Linked DNA regions of Mus musculus: region 2 is linked to region 1. Evidence: chromatin contacts called from public promoter capture Hi-C data. All regions are on one chromosome and are shown on one strand. Each heading gives the region's core, a stretch centred on a gene start, on an enhancer-like site or on the middle of the called end of the contact. The rest is flanking DNA. Distances are from core to core; before and after follow the strand shown. Region 1 holds the start of Tmcc2 (transmembrane and coiled-coil domains 2). Region 2 holds the start of Klhl12 (kelch-like 12).

The links. Promoter capture Hi-C pulls out the DNA fragments that hold promoters and counts their contacts.
Region 2: a promoter capture Hi-C map of erythroid cells shows a contact between it and region 1, with 3 times the contacts expected there. The contact joins the promoter of Klhl12 here to the promoter of Tmcc2 in region 1. A contact is called at or near these places in 2 of 39 promoter capture datasets (erythroid cells and liver).

The regions. Positions count from the first base shown.
Region 1 is chr1:132,386,972-132,394,109 of GRCm38.p6, reverse strand. It overlaps Tmcc2 (transmembrane and coiled-coil domains 2), which reads left to right and starts at 2,724. Exons shown (of 5, transcript NM_178874.3): 1 at 2,724-3,133. The coding sequence starts at 2,927.
Region 2 is chr1:134,451,169-134,458,306 of GRCm38.p6, reverse strand. It overlaps Klhl12 (kelch-like 12), which reads right to left and starts at 2,776. Exons shown (of 12, transcript NM_001311136.1): 1 at 2,642-2,776.

The sequences.
Region 1 (7,138 bases), core at 1,475-3,974:
TCCAGGCGTGGTGGCACACCATTCCTCCTCCTGAAGGCTCCATAAGGTTGGAAGACAGAAGACTCACTCTTCATCATCTGCTTGCACTTACTTGCCAGCACATCTGCTGGAGCCTACTTCTTCAGGATTCCAGCTTATACAGAAGACAAGCTGAAGCAACCATCCTCCTGGGACTGAGCAACTACCAGATTCTTGGACTTCCTATTCACCGCTGACCATTGTTGGGTTAGTTGGATTGTAGACTGTAAGTCATTCCACTACATTCCCTTAAGAACATTCCACAAGTTCTATGACTCTTGAGAACCCTGGCTAACACAGACATAATAAATACATAATACTATTTTAAAAATCAAACCTAAGCCAGATGCTTCTAATTTCAACCCTCAGAGGCTGATTCAGGGAGATTACAATTTAGAGGCTACCCTGAGCTATTCATAGTGAAGCACTGCCTCAAAATCAAACTTGGATGATCATCGATTTGTTATAGAAATGAAGCATAAGTAAAAATTATGATGTTTTCTGCTTCCTAGGGGTTATTTAATTTTCTGTTATGAATTTATTTACTGTATTTTCATATGTACAAGTGCTTTGCCCACATGTATGACTATGCACCACGTGTGTGCCTGATGTTTAATGCTCAGGCAGCCTGGAAGAAGTGGTCAGAGAAAATGTTAGGTTCCCTGGGACGGAAGTTGTTAGCTGCTATTTGGGCACTGCTATTTCGAACCCAGGACCTCTGGAGGAGAGCCCAGTGCTCTTAACTGCTGAGCCATATCTCCAGCCCCATTCTTGAAGGATTCTCGAAGAACCCCTTCTGCTCTTCTTTAGCTTGGAGTCAAGAAGGGCCCACTGTGTGTTCCAAACCCATTGCCACCCAAGACTTGCTCATGCTTTAGGGGCCTCTACACGTTCCTCTCTCAGCCCAGGCAGAGAGCAGTGTGTTTCTCTCCTTTGTACCATGTACCGAGGGAATCTGCTCTCCACGCCCCCCCCCCAGCTTGTCTAGTCCCTGCCCACGATCTGCTCTGGCTCTGGCACTCTGCCATTCCTCAACATTGAAAATCCAAAAGGCTTATAGCTTTGCATTCCCAAACTGTGCCTGATACCGTGTAGTGGATATGGGGTGGGGAGGTAGAGTGTTTTTGCATTCCCAGCCCATTCTAAATTCCCATCTTCTAAAAACAGAGCAGCTTAGTTTAGAAAGTGGCTCCCTGAATAGAGTAAATTCTTAACAACTTGGTCTCTTTTAGGATACACATCAAAATAAGGGACTGGAATGGGGGAAAGGCTTAACAGAGTTAGGAAACTCACAGACTAGTGGGACCGAAGTGAGGCAAGAAGGGTTTGGTGAGTGTGAAAGAGACTGGCAAACTGTAAAATCCTTCAGAGAAAGCTCTGTGACTCACAGGGGGAGGCGCAGCCTTTTACAGTAGCCCAGGCCTGTGTTTCTCAGATGTTACCTTGTGTGAGAATTACCCGACGGGCTTGTGAAACATGGATCTTTGGGTCCATGACTTCTGATTTAGTTGTATCCAGGAATTCGTATTTCTGTCTGGTTCCCTGGTGGTGGTGATGATGATGATGACTACGATGGTGATGATGCAGGGTCCAGTCTATGCCTTAAGAACTACTGGATGCTGAATAAGGGCAACCCATCCATGCCAAAGAAGGCATACAGTTTGCAGAACGAATAGGAATTAATAGAGTAGAATACTACTACTCTCCATTTTTTGGTAGCTCCATCTGCTCTCATCTTCCAAACTGCTTAGCAATAGTATGGGGCAAATGTAACATTCTTTTTCCAGTCTTCAGTACATATCATTAATACCTACCATTAATACCCATTCCTTTTAAAAAGCTGCTTCTGGTGAGCATGTATTTGGGCACTGAGTTTCTAAACATAAAGCCTGCGTTCTTATGAGATGTGTATTTAAAACAGAGAAAGAGGGGATGTAGCAGAACAGTCCCTCTCCTTTGCTTTTGTAGCTATGAAGGTAGGCATGGGTTTGCGACCCAAACCACCTATTCTAGAAGGGACTAGCTTGTCTCTAACTGAAGGGATGCATATAATATAAGGTGCAGAGTTAGGGGAGTGATGATAAACACTTAATGTGTCCCCCAACAAAGCGAATGGGCGGGGTGATCGTGAAGGCCTAGCCTGGGAGAGGTGGCTCCAAAGCCGGCACAGAGCTGAGCTCCAACACAGCCTCAGCCCTCCAGACCCTCCCGGGGGACGCGCGGTGCAACCAAGCCTACAGCGGTGTCCGCGCGCCGTTGCGCAGCCCTCCGGCCTTCCCATTGGCGGGCGGCGCCATCTGCGCTCGCCTCGCCCTGGCGCTGGCGGGCGGAGGCCCGGGCGGGGTAGGCCGCGCTCGCGGCGGGCTGTGGCCGCAGCCTTGCGCGGCTGCTGACGAGGAGCGGGGCGCGGGGCGGGAGGAGGCAGGCCCATGCGGGGCGGCGGCGGGCGGCGGGCGGCGGCGGGGCCGGGTGCCCAGGGCGGCCCTATGGGACCCGCCCGGCCGGCTCCCGCGTGCCCTGCCTGGCCCAGCAGTCCGGCCTGCGGGCGGGGATGCGCGGTGTGGTCCAGCTCCCCGCCGCCCTGCGGGGCCCTGAGGCAGAAAGTTTGGGGGTCGGGAGCGGCCCCCCTCCCGCGCCAGTGACTGCCTAAGGACCGCTGCAGCCCGGCTTCGCCCGCGACCTGCCTCCGCTCCCCAGGTCGGAATGAACTATCCTAAGGCTCCCCCTCTTCGCCCCTCCCTCATCCTCCTTTAAAAAGATAATTTCTTAAATTCAAGAACTCGTGATCTGCCTACTCCCCTCGTCCATAATTTAAACCCCAGGTCTTTTGAGTGCAAGAGGGGGGTGCGGTCTCTCCCCAAGATAGCACGCTAGAAGGACAGATTCCCCTTGCCGACCCACTTACACCATGAAGAGGTGCAAATCGGACGAGCTGCAGCAACAGCAGGGCGAGGAGGATGGGGCTGGGATGGAAGACGCTGCTTGCCTTCTGCCAGGCGCGGACCTCCGGCATGGGGAGGCCTCGAGTGCTAACTCCGCTGGCGGGCCAACTTCAGATGCTGGCGCTGCGGTGGCACCCAACCCGGGTCCCCGAAGCAAGCCTCCTGATTTAAAGGTGAGCGCAGACCGTCTCCAGGCAAGCCCAGCCCGCCACGTAGCTTCCCCCACCCCTCGCAGAAGTGTCTTAACCGAATAAAAGTGATGGGGAAGCTCGCAAAGGTCAGAGAGGATGAATGATGTTCGGCTAGGTTCGGAGGGGGAAGCTAGGCACCATTTGTTCCTGTCTATCAGCTCCATCTCAGTCCTCTGTGTTCTTCATTATTCAGCAAACGTTCTAATGACTCACTCATCTGAGATTGTTTGAAGAACGTGTGTGAAACCCTATTTTGCAGACAAAGGGCTGGCGAGATCTAAGATGCTAACTTAGAAAGTTCACAGTACTCTCCCTTCTGTAGGAAGGCTAGAGAAGAAGATTGTAGCTTGGGAAGCTAAATAGGTGACCGTTACCTTCCTATGCCAATTAGCCTCCTCCGAGTGCGGATTTTTTTTTTTTTTTTTTTTTTTGAGCATCTTCCTGAACGAAGCTCAGTTTGTCCATCTATGAAAGGGGGGTGTAGATGTCTTGCCGTTAGGTGGAGCCAGAGGTTAAGCTAGTGCTTGGAGATCCCTCTCTGCCTCCTGAACCAACCCCCAGGGTGGAGAACTGACAGGTGGCAGGGCAGAGCCTGGGCTGATTGGGGCCTCGGTTCAAGTTGCACACATGCTGAGCCGGCAGCTAGAACCAGAATTGGAAAGGACCGTTCACATGGAGCTGTTTATTTTCCAGCCCGAGGTCTTCCAGACTATTGGCGAGCTGTATTGAATACATCTCTGTATCAATTACAGCAGCAGCCAGGATAAATAATGCGCCTTTGCTGGAGTTACCATCGGGACTGCCAGCTCAGGCTCCTTAGGCCAGCTCACAACTGGGCTGAGAGAGATGTCAGCTCCCGGAAGGAACTTAAATGCCTTGGGGATTGATGCCTTGGAAATTTTCTCCGGAAAGGGTGCAGGGTCTGGGATAGGGGAGCAGAAAGGCCTCCCGTTAGGTTAAAGCCTTGTCCAAATGGCTGTGGGCCCCGGAGGAGCTCACTAGAATAAGCTAATGACATTCCTTCTTTGGTCTGAGCAGCTCAAAGTCAGGAAGCCAGGTGAGTGCATGTGTGCTTTATGTGTGTGTGTGTGTGTGTGTGTGTGTGTGTTGTCCCTTGGGGAAGAGAGCCCACTCACTCCTTGTGGGACTTTTAAATTTTTGTGGAAGTTTTGCAAACCTGACCTCTTTCCACCCACCTTATGTGTAATGATGGACTAGTTGAACACCTAGGCTTTCTTCACAAAGCTTGTGATTCCCTCAGGCTCCAAGAAGTGTCACTCCCTCCCCCAAGTGACATGTTTTTTGTTTTAACTGAGATGGTAAGTCCCTTTAATGCTGCCGAGAGGAACAGGGGGTGACCTTTCGACCTCCCTCTGCTGGCTGTGCTAAGGGGGCTGTAGTTTCTGTGTCTATAAAGCTGCCCAAGGCTCCTTGTCTGTACCCTCCTGTGTCATCTTTTTTGATGACATTCATTTTGAACAGGGGCAGATAGAGCGATAGCACTGCACTTGACTACAATATGTTAACCGCTGAGCCGTCCTGAGGAGGAATTGAGAATTGAGGACCCTTACACACACACACACACACACACACACACACACACACACACTTCTATATAGCCCAGGCAGTGTGGATCCAAGCTTATGCAAGCACGGGGAGACTCACAGAGCACTTGCCTGTTTATCTCTGTCTGTCTCATCACAACATGTTTACTGCAGGACAGAGACCTCTCTACCAGATGTGACTCAGGGCTACCAAAATGTGACATGTCACTTAACTTTTCTGAAGAAAGGAACAAGGGATATTGGAGTGTGGCTAAACTTGTTTTCCAGTGCTGGACAAGTTTCCCATGGCTGACAGTTTAGTGGAAAAATTTCATCATTGTCTCTGGAACTGGGTGGGGGCTGACTTGTTCTGAATTTGACAATGATACCAAGAGGAAATGCGTTTGCTTTTTAATCTGGAATGCCTTTCCCGTGCCTGTGTTTAGTTGATGCTGTTCAGGAGCTCTGGCTTGCTTTTGCTTTCATTTTGAACTTGGAGATAGGAACTTTCAGTCCCTTAGTCCCACTTCTATTTTCTTGTGACAGCTCCAGGCATGGGGACTGATTGTGTGTCAATGGAGACAGTCATCTTGATTGTTGAGCAAGGAGCGAAGGCATGGAAAGCTCTGTCTAAAGCACCTCCATAGCAGGAGAGAAAGAGGAGAATCTGGTCTTTGCTAGAGATCTGAATGATGCCCGGCTAGTGATGCTCAGCAGTGTCAGGGGCTTCGGCTATCTCTGGTCCTTCAAGGATGATCATACTGCACGATGTGCATTTCTTGGCTTATTTTGTGTGGAGGTTGGGGTAGGGGTGGATGTCCTGAGATCATAACCAGCGTCTTGAGCATACTAGACAAGCCCTCTATCACCGTAAATTTCTTCTGTGGTAGCTTGGAATCTGTGATTATGTGGTTAGGGGGTGGGGGTGGGGGTCTGGAAAATAGTTACATAGTAACATTTTAAAATGGTAACTATAACAGAAAAGCAACCTGCGAATGGGCCCGGCCCCACAGGAGGCTTCTGTAAACACTTCTGAGGCTTTGCCAGAGCTTCAGATAAGCATGAATCCTCCAGGGGGAAAGATCTCAGCAGACAGTATGTAAGGGGAGCCTGATAGTTAAAATGGATTCCTTTAACCACTCAAGCTCACATCTCCATTCACTTGGTCTCATGATTCCATCCTTTGCTGCTATCCAGAGTCCTTGCTTGTTGAGGAGAGACTGGCTGGCTGACCTAAAGTGTAACAGAATTCTCTAGTGAGGAGACTGGCTGTAGTGAGAAGGGGTGGGGAGGAGCTTAGGGGAACTCCGCACACAGAGATCCTGTTTAGAATACAGCCTGTGGCTGAGGCCTGGGAGAATGGCTGAGCGTAGTGTGCAGCTCTTCCTGAAGGCATTGCCCACCCTCCACCACTCCAATCCCACCGCTCCGTGCAGGAACAGAGCCTTTTCTGAGAGGAAAAGCCAGAGGATGCTGGCCAGGGAAAGTTCCCAGAGGTGCTCTGTCCTCTGGGATTTCTGAACAGCATCATCATCACTCCTTAAAGAAGATAGGAGAGTTCCACCTTCATGTTGTTCCTGTGTTGTTGGAAGCGCTCTTGACTCAAGGCTCAGATCCTGTTCCTCTGTTCATAGCTTATTCTGTTCTCTCTTCCTACTGAGTGAGGATCAGGGAAGACAACAGACACCAAGGGAAATTAGAGCTGAACCCTAGGTGGTTTTCCTGGTCCGGTGTTTGAGGGTGTTTCAGCATCCTGCGAATAGCTCCTGTTACTTCCCCATTCAGTCTATTGGCAAGAGGGTAGGTTTGTGTTAGTCTGTTGACTAACAGATAACTGGGCACTTTAAGACCAAAAGATGTTATTATAAACATTGAAATAGGACATTCATATAATGGTGTCCATAGAGAGACACATGTGCAGTTTAATAAAAGCAGAAATAGATAGCTCATCTATTCACAAATTAACATTGACATTCCCGACCCTCTGCGTTTCTGTTCTATTGTTTTGTTTTTTTTTTTTTTTTTTTTTTTGTTTGTTTTTGTTTTTTGAGACAGGGTTTCTCTGTATAGACCTGGCTGTCCTGGAATTCACTTTGTAGACCAGACTGGCCTCAAACTCAGAAATCCGCCTGCCTCTGCCTCTGCCTCCCAAGTGCAGGGATTAAAGGTGTGCACCACCACCGCCCGGCTTGTTTTGTTTTTTTAAGGGCCAGGAGTTGGTTAAAATTTGCTGTATCAGTCTTTAAATAAATGAGAAGACTAGCTACTACTAGACTCGAGAGGAGGGCGGGGGTATGAAGGCCTGTGCATAGCCTGGGACTTTGAATAATTTGTTGACTGTGGAGTATGGCTATCCTGGGGGACAGTATCCCTGCAATCTATGGGGCATGGGCCCCTCAGGTAGATTTCACCAGGGGAAGCAGGATTGAGGGAGAACAAACCC
Region 2 (7,138 bases), core at 1,527-4,026, 2.1 Mb before region 1:
CTGGCACCACCACAATCTGGCCAACACCGACCCCAGTAAAGGTTACCTCTTCTTTCTCCAAACTTAACATTCTATATCTTTGGATTCAACCCAGTAAAGAGCAAAATATTAAAAACTAAAGAACTGATTTTGAACATGTGCAGATTTTTATCATTTTTCCTAGTGAATACTATCTTAGCGTTATTACGCTGTGATAAAACATCGTGACCAAAAAGCAACCTGGGAGGAAAGGGTTATTTGTCTTACATATCCTGAGTCACAGTCTAGTGACTGGAACAGAGATGGGAACTAATATTCCAGGAGATAAGGTAGGGATGATGCTACAGGGTCAGGGTAGCTTACTGACTTGCTCCTCATGGCTTGCTCAATTTCCTTCTCTCTCTCTCTTGCTCAATTTCCTTTTCTTTCTTTTCTTCCTTCCTTCCTTTCTACTTTCTTTTCTTTGTTTTGATTTTGGTTTTTTTCTTTTTGAGACAGGGTTTCTCTGTGTAGTCCTGGCTGTCCTGGAACTTACTCTGTAGACCAGGCTGGCTTGGAACAGAGATCTGATTCCCTTTGCCTTCCAAGAGCTGGGGCTAAAGGTGTGCATCACCACCAATCAGCTAGCTCAGTCTACTTTCTTACAGAGGCCTGCAGTCCATGAATGGCACAGTGAGAGAAGCCCCTCCCGACCAATCACTAATTTAAAAAATGCCCTACCAGCTTAACTGCTTGCAGCCCAATCTTCTGCAGGCATTATCTTAATCAAGGCTCTCTCCTCTCAGATGACCATAGCTTTTGTCACAGATATAAAACTAGCCAACACAAATACAGTAAATAACTGTACTGTTTTAGATGTGATAAGTAATCCAGAACTTGTCTTGATAGGGTATGTAAGTGGTATATGCAAATACTATGCATTTAACTCTACATGACTTCAGAGCCAGGTGTGGTGGTATATGCAAGCCAAGCATTCAGGAGACAAAGGTAGATTTCTGCAAGTTGGAGCTCACCCTGGTCTACATAATGAGCTCCAGGCCAGCCAGGGCTCCATAAAGAGACTTTTGTTTCAAAGAAACAAAGTAAACAAAGAAGACCAGCACACTCAGATTTTGGTATCTATGTTTTGTTTTGTTTTTGTTTTTGTTTTTTTTTTTTGAGACAAGGTTTCTCTGGGTAGCCCCAGCTATCCTGAATCTTACTCTGTAGACTGGGCTGGCCTTGAACTCACAGAGATCCACCTGCCTCAGATTCTCCCTGGGATTTTCCTCCTCAGAACACTTTCTAGGGGATGCAATGAAGGTGCTTATGAAAACTGTCCTTTGAGGATGCAAAACTTTCTAAAATGAACCAAAGAAAAAAGAAACTATTCATCTAAAGTCTACAATCCTAATTTCCTAAGATTAAAACTGAGATTCTACATTGTCATCTTTTGTTCAGTAGCTCCTTCAAAAGGACTCTGGACACTCCCCCCCCCCCCCAAACTCTGCAACATGTATTTAACCAAAAACTGAGACAACTTGCTAAAGTAAATGCTTTTTGTTTTTAAAAGGTTTGCTTAAGCTAACATAGTTTCAAACTATGAGATGCAAGAAACTGGGGATTTGCTGAATTCTCAGGAGCTGAAGATTATGAAGATTTCCTAGTGTTCTAGCACAAGGCCCAGCCTGTGATTAAACTTTAAGATTTGTTTCATAAATGACAGTAACCTCAGGGCTGCAACTTTCCTCCTAGCACAAAGCCTGACCATATATTCACCATTCAAAAACTACACATTCTAGAACAGCTAATATGTAAATAGAGGGGTTCCATTCTAAATCATTCTAGAAGGAAGAAAAAAGGCAATGAGAGAGAGAGAGAGAGAGAGAGAGAGAGAGAGAGAGAGAGAGAGAGAGAGAGAGAGAGAAAGGAGTTCTCCCCTAAGAACACCAAGCTTACCATCAAGTATTAGGGAGACCTAGGTAGGCAAGGAGTTAGATATGCGGTAATCATGGAAGCTGCAACAGTATCTTGGTAGCTGTGTCTCCCGGTTAAGCAGGGACTACACTAAGGTTCCCATGGTCAAAATCTGTAAAACTGTATTTGGGATGTTCCACCAAGGCAAACGATACTTAACAAATTGCCAAAACCGCGTTAAAGGGTCTGCATTCTCAAAAGGCACTGGCTTCATTACAATGTGTTGGAGTTTCCAAATCTCCCACCCCATACCTTGCTTTTTTTTTTTTTTTTCAAGATTGCTGGGGATAAATGCCTTACAAGAGGAGGTGAAGACCACTATAATTTGGGAGGGAAAGGGAATTATCTTACCTTCATGCATGAATATACCTTACACCTCACTAATATTCTTAAGAAACTTCTTTAAAACCCCAATGCGCTACTGCCTACCTTCGGAGGAAGCCCACTCCAATCTTTGGAGTGTGTAGCTTTACTAAATAAACGTCCCCTTACTGTTTCTCAGCTGAATTCTTTCCTCCCAGGTTAAACCTTCTCCCGGGGCAGGCGGCAGCTGCTCCGGAGAAGCCGAGAAGGCAGCGCTATGCCTGCAGCGCCCCAGCTCATCTCCTACCGACCCGGGCTGGGGGGGGTACCCGGGTTGGGGGAAGGCCGCGCCCCCGGCTGAGGGCAGAGGGAAAGGCCGTGTGTCAGGGCCGCGCTCACTCACCAGGGCTCCTGGGCCGTCCGAGCCGAGGTGCTAGGCGCCGGGCTCCCAGGCGGCTGAGCAGCCGGAGCGCCGCCGCTGCCGCCCGGACCAGCCGCTGCGGAGCAGTCTCCGTGGTAAACTCCAGTCTCGGAGTACGGCGACCGCGCGGCATGATGACGTCACGCCACGGGAGGGGCGGGCCTCTCCTGGGTTACGTCACCTTAGGAGGCCGAGCCAAGAAGTCCTGCTTACCTGAGAGCTCAGAAAAAGAGACCTGAGAGTGGGTAGACGGGTGGGTGGGGAGTGCCGCGTGTGACAGTGCGCTGGAGGCCAGAAGGACCCAAGACTGGCGGTCCCCACGCGGTATGGCAGGCGCTAGGCTGCGTTCCTGCCACACTCGGGAGACCCACGGGGTTTCAGAGTTCTCTAGGTCGGTTTCTGAAGAATCAGGCTCCGCTTCACCATAGGGAGGACTTTCCCATCCCGGATAACCACAGGGTCCTAAATGTGCCTGTCACCATGAGGCGATTGCTTCCTTCACTCCAAGGAAAAGGAACTTGTGGATTGACTGAGCCACCAGAAATGGGTCGCAGTAGGGGAAACTGCAAAGACCCTTCTCAAAGAAGACGCCACAGCCATCTCCTCTCCTCTGACTCACCATGGTCGTTCATTAGTGCTGCGGTTCTTAGGACGTTTGCTTTTCGTTGATTTTGACTTTTTGCCTTTGGCTGAGAAGGGAAAGATGTTTCTTGTTCCAGTATAGATGAATGACTAATTGGATTATCCAGTTTTCCTTTGCACGGCGTTTGGTTCTTAGGGATAGTAAAGTGTAGTCAAGAGGGCAGCGTCTTCGTTTTACATAGTGTTTTCTTCGTGTCATAGCTTCTTGATCCCAAACTGTTCCTGACATTTAAATATGGTGGACAGAGTGCAGAATTGATAGAAAATGTTGAGGGCACTCTGGAAATAGTTGTTAAAATGATCAATGTAGATCTATTTTGTCTAGGTTTTGTAGTGTAGTCATCAGACTTCAGGGCAGGAATGCTTCCCCACCAAATCTGGACCCAGAACTACTACAGCAGATGAACTTAAGGTAGCTAGAACAGAAGCTAACGATCTTGGGCACCAGGCACATACATGGTGCTCATGTATACATGTAGGCAAACCATTTATGCACATAAAATCTTAAAATTACAAAACATATCTACTGGTTCTCCTGGTCTTCTCTGGCTACTTCTGCTTTTATATATGCATTTCCCCTAGTAACATCTTTGCCCTTTTTCTTTCATCTAGGCAAATGCTTTCCTGATGAGCAGAAAAACACACAAATTCTTTAAGAATTTCTGTGAGAGCTAGACATTACACGTGCATACCCACACTTGGGAGACTAAAGCAGGAGAGAACAAATTCAAGGGGAGAAAACAATAACAACTAAAGCTGAAAATGTGGCTGGCATGTGAAAGGCCCAAGACAGGTGAAGGTCAGAGGGTTGAGAGTTTCTTTGTTTTTGTTTTTAAGATTTTATTTATTTTATGTATATGAGTACATCTTTTAAGCAAGTAAATATGAATTAGTGTGGTTTGAAACCAAGAAAGGTTAAAGTGTACTTGCACACGTATGGATATTCTTGGAGCCATAAGAGAGAAAAATGGCCTAAAGAGGAGGTTGTGTGCATTCCAGGGGTGAGATGAGGGAAGGAAGGAGAAAATAGGACAGCGAGGAGGCACAGACAGGAAGGCAGACAGAAAAGTATCAAGGAAAACTTGGAGAAAGTTGCTACATAGATGTATTGGATAACAACCAGATCCAAGTGGAAAGATACAATATGTAAAAACAGTTTTGTGGCCAGGCATACTAACTAAGGTTTGTATTTCCAGCATTCAAGAAGCAGAAGGATGCGATTTGAGGCAAACCTGGACCTATTTAATGAGCAACAGACCAGCCAGACCCAGTTGTAAAATGTCAACAGTAAAAAGCTCTTTTCTCAGTGTTAACTGTGGAAAAAAAAGGGAGGGGGGAGCTATTAGTTCGTTGTTGTGTGGTGGAAGGTTTTCACCAGTTAGTGGTGGTGCATACCTTTAATTCCAGAGGCAGAAACAGGCAGATAGCTGAGTTTGAGGCCAGCCTGGTCTACAGAGTGAGTTCCAGGATAGCCAGGGCTACATAGAGAAACCCTACTTCAAACAAGAAGAAAGAACAAAAGAGAGGGGGAGGAGGGGAAAGGAAGGGGAAAGGAAAGGGAAAGGAAAGGGAAAAAGGGGAGGGAAGGGAAAAAGGGAAGGGAAGGGAAAAAGGGAAGGGAAGGGGAAAAGGGAAGGGAAGGGAAAAAGGGAAGGGAAGGGGAAAAGGGAAGGGAAGGGAAGGAAAAAAGGAAAGAATTTGAGGGTACTTGATCCTCCCAGGTGACTGGGCTGTACATTCGAAAGACCTTTGTCAGTAGCTTATCCAAGATAGAATGACAATTACCAAGAAAACTGACAAGCAGGCTGGGGAAAAATGCTCGGGCCACCAGAGCTACACAGAGCTTGGTTTTTGGTTTTGTTTTTTGTTTTTTTTTGGGGGGGGGTTGTTTGTTTCTTGTTTTTTAAAAAAATCCTAATGTTGTAGCGAAAGAGAATGCTCATGGTGATTAGGGTGGGAGAGACCTTTGTCTCAAAAAAAATACATACAGAGGAAAAAAGATTTTATTTATTTTATGTATGTATATGAGTACACTGTAGCTGTACAGAGGGTTGTGAGCCTTCATGTGGTTGTTGGGAAATGAATTTTTTAGGACCTCTGCTCGCTCAAATTGGTCCCTCTCGCTCCAGTCAACTCCCTCAGTCCCTGCTCTCTCTGGCCCAAAGATTTATTTATTATTATAAATAAGTACACTGTAGCTGTCTTCAGATGCACCAGAAGAGGACATCAGATTTCATTATGGGTGGTTGTGAGCCACCATGTGGTTGCTGGGATTTGAACTCAGGACCTTCAGAAGAGCAGTTAGTGCTCTTACCCGCTGAGCCATCTCGCCAGCCCTTCTTTGGGTCTTAACCATTTATTTTAGTTACTAATGCTTCTGATGGAATGCAGGAGCTTGTCCTCTGTTAGGGAAACGGGCCCTTGGTGAAAACTACAAATTGTTCCCATAGATTGCCATAGAAGCAGAGGCTAGTGTTAAAAGATTAAGAGTCGGTCCGGTGTGGTGGTGCACACCTTTAATCCCAGCACTTGGGAGGCAGAGGCAGGCGGATTTCTGAGTTCGAGGCCAGCCTAGTCTACAAAGTGAGTTCCAGGACAGCCAGGGCCAGGGCTATACAGAGAAACCCTGTCTCAAAACAAAACAAAACAAAACAAAAACAAACAAAAAAAAAGGCTTAAGAATTATGTTGGCAGAGCCCAGAGCACAGAGGAAAATGAAAAACAGGCTTGTAGCTGGGACGATGCAGGCAAGCTAAACATAACCAGAAGGACAGGGCTCTGGGCCTGTCAAGGGAAGCCACTGAGTCCTCCTAAAGCCCATGAGGAGTAGATGTAAGACATTATTGTCCTTTCATATACTCTTATTTCTGATGTTGCTGATTGTAATAGACTAAAATGTAAGTAAAGATGGCTGCTAACAATAGATTCTACACAGGAGACTACTCACACTACCCCAAAGACAAGGAGCTCGATATGAGATAAAGCAGAAAGAGTGCAGTTACATCTTGATGGCTATGATAGAGCTAACTCTGCAATGGAAAAGCTATGAATTGTTTGTGTGTATGTGGGGACAAAGAAAACATAGTCTAATTAGCAGTCAGCAAGACACGTCGAAGGCCCAGTACTGTGGCTTTTAAAATAGGTATGGTCCCCATAGACGCATGTTTGAATGCTTTGCCATAGGGAATGGCACTATTAGGAAGTATGGCGTTGTTGGGGGAAGTGTGTTACTGTGGGGGTGGGCCTTGAGGTTTCCTATGTTCCAGCTACACCCGCTGTGGCTACAGTCTCCTGCTGCCCATGGATCAAGATGTAGTACTCTCAGCTCCTTCTGCAGCACCATGTCTGTCTGTGCACAGCCATGCTTCTCACCATGATGAGAATGGACTAAACTTCTGAACTGTAAGCTAGCTCCAATTAAGTGTTTTCCTTTATAAGAGTTGATATGGGGCTGGAGAGATGGCTCAGTGGTTAAGAGTACTGACTGCTCTTCAGAGGTACTGAGTTCAATTCCCAGGAACCACATAGTGGTTCACAACCATCTGTAATGAAATCTGATGCCTCTTCTGGTGTGTCTGAAGACAGCTACAGTCAGTGTACTCACATACATAAAATAAATACATAAATCCTTTTAAAAAAAAAGAGTTGATAGGGCCATGGTATCTCTCTCTTCACAGCAATAAGACCCTTAGATGGGTACCAACAGCTGACAGCATAAGTCAAGAGATAGAGAGGCTTCAACCCTCCCTAAAAGGGCAGCTAGCATCATCGCTGGTTATGTTAGGGTAACATGCATAGAGTATGTGAGCCCTCTGCTGGCTTGGCCCATAATAGCCA